Linked DNA regions of Zea mays: region 2 is linked to region 1. Evidence: chromatin contacts called from public Hi-C data. All regions are on one chromosome and are shown on one strand. Each heading gives the region's core, a stretch centred on a gene start, on an enhancer-like site or on the middle of the called end of the contact. The rest is flanking DNA. Distances are from core to core; before and after follow the strand shown. Region 1 holds the start of LOC100274069 (Transcription factor Pur-alpha 1). Region 2 holds the start of LOC100382007 (putative RING zinc finger domain superfamily protein).

Region 1 (3,850 bases), core at 792-3,291:
GGTTTCAGTTGTTGGTATCTTCAATACTCGATTTTCAACATGAAACTATGAACAGGTAGCTCTATTTTCTGAAATATATTGTTCCAATGAAATTAAGACACAAGCATTCAGGGTTGTAACTCATTTTTTTTAATAAAAATCATGGGAAAAAAACTGAAAAGTTTTATAGAAGGCCCATGAGAAAATAAATTGCTTTATCGATTTACCAGTATAAAAAATATATTGGATATTGCCACAAAAACACAAATATTGACCAAGCAAGCTTTATTTTCCCTTTTTCATTGGATTTGGAACCTCAAGTGCTACACCAGGCTAAAATTCAAGAACAAATCTGAATATAAACTCGCAACTCCAGAAATAAAAATATCACTGGTTACAGAAAAAACTATTGTAAATAAAAAAATAGCAAAATCAATGTAACAGCAACACATAAGCAAACAGCATCATCCATACAATTCAAAATTAGGAAACCGTCACGTAGTCAGGTGTGCATTTTGGTCAACAATTAAATGGCCTAAATGAAAAAAAAACAACCAATCCTGATTATCTTTCTATCTCCAGTTCTCCAAATCAATCAAGACCTGTTGGACACACTAATTGGTGGTGAACCTAGAGCACAACGTCAGCCATTTCTACTCCCTTTGGTATTCTTTACTTTTATAATGGTTTGCAAGGTGCGACTTTGATAACTATTTAATACTAAATTTATGTAATTATAAAAAGAGTTTTTTTTTTATGACAAAACACATGATTTTTAGGTGTCCAAAATAAATAATTTAAGTTATTGAAGTCAATGTTTTAAAAGCTGGATCAGATCTTGTCAAAAACATAATTAATTTTTCACTGGAAGGAGTAGTTAAGAAGTTAATACTTGGTAATTCTGCACGAGCAGAATGCTCTACAGTCTACACAACAGAATATGCCTCTAAAGGCAAACACAAGATACTACTTTGCTCGGTTGAGTACACCACCAAAACTAAGGCCACCAATTTAAAAAAAAACCCAAATAACTGGTAGTTACAAGCAGTAAAAGTGAAATTGCCAGGATGGCAGAAACCAAAACCTGCGACGGGAAAAGCTACTACAGAGGAAAGTCCCATTTTGGTCATCCATCTTTTGGTTGTGCCAATAGGACCTAAACCTTTCCACAGTTTGAAGTAACCCTCAAACACATCGTTTTAGGACATTTAACATATTGATGAACCCAAGCCTTGGTCAAGGAAGACCGTGCTTCTGACACATGGGCCCATGCTCCATAGCAATGGCAAACTTAGTCAGTAATACATCATACTCATTTAAGACCCAGATGTTTTGAACCAATGAAAATCTGAAGAGAACAATAGGACATTTTCAGTTATTAAATTCACACAAGCAAATCCTGTTCTAGCGCGACAAATTACGCCTTGTTCTAGCTAAACAGTTTAGCTTCCAAAAATAATGAAGTTCCCCAATTCGGCAATTTTCTCGTACCAACACACAAAACGATAGAGAAAATATGGAACTGCACTCGGTCATACAGAGAACGTTACGTCACCTTGAGGAATCGGCCCCTCTTGTTCTCCCCGATATCGAAATAGAACACCTGCACCACGCAATGAGCATAATTAAGCCACACCAAAATTAGCAACAAAGGCACGAGAATCAGCGGAAGAACGGGGCCAATCGCGTAGGAAGCGGGCCGATACCTTGGTCTGGAGTCGCAGCTCCTTGCTGAAAGCGTCGCGCTCGTCGGTGCGGATGTAGTAGTCGAAGAGGTCGAGGAACCAGGCCACGCCGTCGACGGGGACGATGATGGTGGAGCGCGTGGCCGAGGTCTTCTCGGAGATCTTGAGGTACCTCCCCCGCGGATTCTCCTTCAGATCGAAGTAGAACAGCTTGTGCTCGAACTGCAGCGTCTTGCTGACGAGCTCCACGTCGCCGCCACCGCCAACGCCGCCGCCCGGCCCGACTCCGCCGCCCACCATGACACCTGCCCCAACTCCGCCTCCCCCTACACCACCGCCTCCGCCGTCCATGGCCGTAGGGTTTTGGGGGAACGGAGGTCGCAATTAGGGTTTGGGTTTAAACGAAGGAGCTCGAGTGGAAGGGGATGTGAGGTTGGAAACGGGGATAGATCTCGAGGTGGGGCTTACTCCGAAAACGGTGGGCGACCCGGTTTGGGTGTCGTGGAAGGGACTGACGTGTGGGCTACTGTTTCAGCGGAGCCCATAAACCGGTGGGTCGGGTAGATTCTTGGTGGGCGGGATGGGCTGGGAGTGCTCGTGTGTGCGTGCGTGCGTGTTGTACCTGCGGATGCTGACCGCGCGCTCGTGGCATGCCGACCCGGTACTGGCGGGCTCACTCTCACTGACATGATTGGACTGTGTAAGGTTTGGGCACTTTTTATTCCTCTTTTGGGACTGGTTCTCTCGTGTCCGATTGACGAACATCATAGAAACTAGAGCCAGTTTGAATCATCAATGAAACTCGATGTTCAGTATTATGATCAGGTCAGCCTGTCACTTGGAATGTAGGATCAAGTGTTTGGTTAGTTTCATTTAGGGCTGGTTTGAGGATGGAAGGGACCAGGGAAGAAATCTCTTAGGCTGGTTTGGGAACTTCTTTCTTTTAAGAGATTTTCATTTTTCTAAAAAAAAGTAGTTTATTTTCCCTCAGGAAAATATGAATCCTTTAGGAAATCGAGCTCCCAAACTAGCTCTTACTATTTAAAATTGAATAGTAAGAAATTTCCTCCCTTATTATCCTCTAATTCTCATGTCACCGAACTAATCATTAATGATTTCTTCATAGAATCAGCTCTAATTATAGAACGAAAAATATAAATAGCAGTATATGGAAGGTTTATATATATACAATCCTAAATCCAACTAAAGGTTCTATCTCGATGTAAGTTGTCCACATGAGCTGTTGTGGCTTTAGATAAACACTAAGGTACGTAAAGTACCAAAAATAAGAGAGTTATTAGAGAGAGGGGCATAGGCGAGAGGTATATTGAATCTGCATGTGACCGAAAATTAGCATGCAAACGGTGTCAGAGAGGGATTCTCCGGCCGGGTGGCGGAGTGCACCCGCTCTAAATTCTAAGATGAGGAGGGGGCTTAAGCGTTTTGCCTATTGGTAGATGAACGATGAACTCAGGAACACGCGAGGATTTAGAGTGGTTCAGGCCGCCGGAGCGTAATACCCTACTCCACTGTGTGTTGGATTACTGTGGAAGCTTAAGATCTGAGAGTCTAAGTCTCTGTCCCGTCTGTGTGTCGCGTGCCCTCCCTTTTATAGCTCAAGGGGGGCACGTACAAAGACATTGAACCCCGACATGTGAGCCCAGGGACATAACGGATGGAATACCCGGAGCAACTAATGTCAGTCACCTTGTGCAATCTCCCTGTGCCTCGATATCCGCTGCTTGTGTAGCATTGGCGTGCAGCAGAAGCTTCCCTGGCATCGTATAAGTCATGATGACCATGGCGCGCGCGCGGCGGTATGGGCATACTGCCCGCTGTCTGATTGGACAGGCACGCCGCCTGTAGGGTGGTTTGGTTGTCGCCTGCCAGCGGAGTGGACGGGGCACATTAAATGCCGAGGCGGCACATCGCCTGTCAGCAGGGCGGACAGGCGGTGCGTCTTTTCCGCAATAAATGCAGAGATCGCGTGGCCCAGAGGCCTTACGTCAAGCTCCGCCCGCTGGCTTACGTCACGGGCAATAGGCCATGTAGCATCATCGGGTCTCCACCTGAGCGGGGAGCAGAAGCGCACTGGACAAAGCCCTGGCAAGTGTCTACGCCGGACCCCTGTGCGTCCCTGACCTAGGCCAGGGTATTCTCCATCCCGGAACCTTGCCGTGGGTGGC
Region 2 (3,850 bases), core at 438-2,937, 180 kb before region 1:
CCCCCAAATACTTCCAGGTGGGAACATCAATATCTATAAAGCAACCACTTCATTTATTCACAGCAAGAAACAACAAAACCTTTTGGTTCCAGCCCCAAGCAAATTGGGGTAGTCTAGAGTTCAAAAACAACAGAAGCCACAAATCAAGGTTCACATGGATAGCTGTTCTCCATTCACTCCTATTCAAGATCATCCTTTGAAATCTCCTTTTCCTACCTCTTCCCATGTCCCTGCCTCTCTTCCTATTACTATCACACTTTAGCGCCTAAGAATCCCATTACACATTGCACTACACACCCGTGCCTTTGGAGGTCTCCGTTGTTTGGAGAAGCTTGCCTCACTTCATATTATTATCGCGCCTTAGAATCCCGCTACACGCTGCACTACACACTCGTGCCTTTGGAGATCTCCGTTAGCGCCTTAAAATCCCACTACGTGCTGCATTACACACTCATCCCTTTAGAGGTCTCTGTTGGTTGGAGAAGTTTTTCTTCCATTGGTGCTACCCATATCATCGTTCTGGATTCTACCCCTTCTTGCACGACCACAAATCAAACGCAACAGCCAACATTCGCATTACATATTTCTGCAACACTTATCTGAACATGATGTCCCCTTCTTGTATGACCACAAATCCAACGCTACATACACATTTCGCATTTCCACGGCACTTATCTGAACATGGTGTCTTTTTGTAGACTGACATGCTGCACCATTCACAATAACAGAGCTAAAAGAAATGAGAAATAGATGCTTGTTTATAATTGAAGGCACAAAGCTGGGGGAGCTGGCTAACTACAGTTGGGTGAAAATGTGTGGAGGAAGAAAGCAGCTGTTAGGTAGACCAGCATCAAGACATTCCAAAACTAAAGTACACTCAAAGGCCAGGTCCTTCACCCCACACAACAAAATAGCATCTCGCATCTGTTCTTACTGCCGAAAAAGCACTGTGCAAAACCATGGCAGGATGGAACAAGCACACTATTTTATTGTTCGGTATCCGGATTAAAGCAAAACAAATATAATTCTGCACCCAGAGCCAGAACACAATACGATGTGCAATTCGAAAGGTCATGACTATATTGCTTTCGAGCCACAATTATTCTCCATATGATTTTTTTTTTCGTCAAAAGTCTCGATATTTAACTGATAAATAACGAAAGACCCGATGGTAAATCTACCTTAAGAATTTATGGCAGGAGCTAACACAAAATATCAGGTAAAATCAATACAATATCACACTCGAATCATATGCAAAGAGTACAGCTCACTAGGATACCAGATGGGAAGTGAGCACCGATGAAAAGCCACAATTCATCTGGAGCTACCTACCCCGACGGCACCAAAATTCCCCATCTGGACCCCCAACTAACGCAAAAGGTGCCCCCAAGTTCGCAGGAATTACCTCGAATCACGCGAACAACGAGCCCCGATCCGCCAGACTAACATCCAGCGGCTGCACCGTCGCCGAAGAAACACCGACCTAACGGCGCGGGGCCCGGATCTGTCACGGCTGGGCCACAGCAACGGCGGACGCCCAAGACCGCTCCCCGCCGCCGCAAGCAGGGGTGTGTTCCTTTAGGGTTGGAGCTCGGGGCAGGCGTGGGGTGAGATTGAGAGGTGGAAGCGACGCAGAGGAGAGAGGAAGGGGAGAGAAGGGCAGTGTGGCTGTGCGGGTACAAAACCCGGTGCGGATGGGAATGTGTCTCGGAGTCCCGGTCGCCGCTTTGGCGCTGTGCCTGGCTGAGAGCGGAAACGGAACTGCTCCGGCCACCCACTTGGGACTTGTTCGGTTATTTTCAATCCATATGGATTGAAGGGGATTGATACGGATTGAAGGGAATTTTGACTTACTAAGGATTGAAACTCCCTCAATCCCCCTCAATCCATATGGATTGGGGTATAACCGAACAAGCCCTTGAGTGGACACGAGACCGCGCCTCGCGACGCTTCTTTCCGCTGCCGCCGGGCCACGTGCACGGCGTCTCATCCTGCGTGTCCCGGACCCGGGCCCACCTGCATTGTCTCGTGAGGCGTGAGCGCATGCTGTCCACCTGACCACCTCTGTGGCGGCTTTTTTTACAGGGGTTGTTTTCGCCGGTCGTTCTCATGGTTTATCTCGAGAATATTACGACGATCAACGCACTTCGTGCGTTGTTAAAGTCTGTAGGTATAACGTATTACGTAGTTTATTAGAGAGTTTGTAGTTCGAAAATCTATCCAATAAATTCATGGTGCTCAGTGCTGTAACTCGTAAATATATGCATGTGAGACTTGGTTATTTATCTTATAACCATCTGTATATTTTAATTTATTTTAAGGTCGGGCTCTAAATTGTGTTTGAGATTGTATCATATGTTTATATTTGTCTTTAGATCAAACTTTATACATGTTCGTTTGTGTTTCCTTTTCTGTTTTTTTATTTTCTATTTGTGTTTTTATTGTTCAATCTGAGTTCTTATTTATCTCGGCTTCTTACAAATCTATTTAATAAAAAAATACATGGCTTAACTTATCTTGAATGTATCACTGCTAGATGCATATTGTTTTAACTGAACATTGGAGACATCTCAACTCCTATAAAACACTTGGTTTTCTTATTTTCACCTTCGTCTTTTTTTTTAAAAAAAAATCTCTATACCCTTTTTCAATCTAACCCACGAACCACAGTCTAACATCTTCTTTGTTCCTTTGGAGCACCAGTTTCGTACGTCACGTGTGAAGTATGTAAGTCTGTCCATCTCCCTCATTTCTTGGCTAACAATAGGTCTAATAGGCTGCACACATGGCAGTTGGACCCGTAGGTATGGATACCCGCGGGTTTCGTACCCACCGGATATGGATACGGGTACAAAAACTCACCCGTGGGTCCTATCGGGTTGGATACCCGAAATACATCGGGTCGGGTATGGGTAAAATACTTTACCCACGTATCAAAATACCTCTTTAAATGTGCTACATCCACTAAAAATGTGCTATATTCACTAGAAAAACTCACTCGCATATGTTGTTGATTAATGAATATTAATTTGTGTTGTGTTAACAGTCAAATGTAATGTAATCGAGACCAATGAGACATTGACAATGTTATAACTGTCAACTGTCATAAACTCATTAAGCTTTTATTCTCTGTACTCAAATTTAAATTTATTGGATGTGATAATTATGAGTTGAGATATTGTATCGACGTGTAGCCAAATATAGTCATTCTTGTGTTGCATTGGTGCTTAGATGTAAACTAAAATATTTTATGCATTTATTATAGCATTAACCGAATGTTATTTAGTCTACAATAACATATCCACTGGATACCCGATACCCGGTGGATACCCGATGGGCATGGGTACGGGTACAGTTTATCACCCGATTGGCTTGGTGGGTATGAATATTTGTAGAAGTCTCGGGTACAATTTCGGCTCGGGTATTATTATACCCGAACAAAACCCGACCCGCTGTCATCCCTACACATGAGCCATGAGAAACCATCAAAGCCCAACATGACAGGAAGGTACACACAGCACATCGCTTTTACATAGTATCACCACACTAGCTGAAGAAGAATGAACGACCAAGCGAGCTATAGAAAAAGAGTCTTTTTCAACGCATACTTTTCTCGACCTTTTGACTAAAATAAAGTGTAATATTTTGTTCTTATCAGTTTAATATCTGATATGTGAACCACATGTTCATTTTGATATTAAATTTATTATATATATATATAATATGATTATGTGCCACCTGTCGGCGTTTCGAGACCGGGGGGGGTCCCTGGGCCGACGAGTGAATGTCGCCGCGTGCCCCAGCCCAGATGGGTCGAGCGCGAGGGCGAGCGCGAAGGGGGGAGAGCGAG

The links. Hi-C and Micro-C count contacts between places; a contact is called where the count stands out from the background.
Region 2: a contact with region 1 is called in a Hi-C map of tassel, with 4 times the contacts expected there. The contact joins the promoter of LOC100382007 here to the promoter of LOC100274069 in region 1. A contact is called at or near these places in 6 of 25 Hi-C or Micro-C datasets (bundle sheath, ear, endosperm and 2 more).

What each region holds. Positions count from the first base shown.
Region 1 is chr3:38,072,371-38,076,220 of Zm-B73-REFERENCE-NAM-5.0, reverse strand. It overlaps LOC100274069 (Transcription factor Pur-alpha 1), which reads right to left and starts at 2,041. Exons shown (of 5, transcript NM_001148448.1): 1 at 1,686-2,041; 2 at 1,535-1,582. The coding sequence starts at 2,015.
Region 2 is chr3:38,255,804-38,259,653 of Zm-B73-REFERENCE-NAM-5.0, reverse strand. It overlaps LOC100382007 (putative RING zinc finger domain superfamily protein), which reads right to left and starts at 1,687. Exons shown (of 5, transcript NM_001174773.1): 1 at 1,406-1,687. It also overlaps the pseudogene LOC111591253.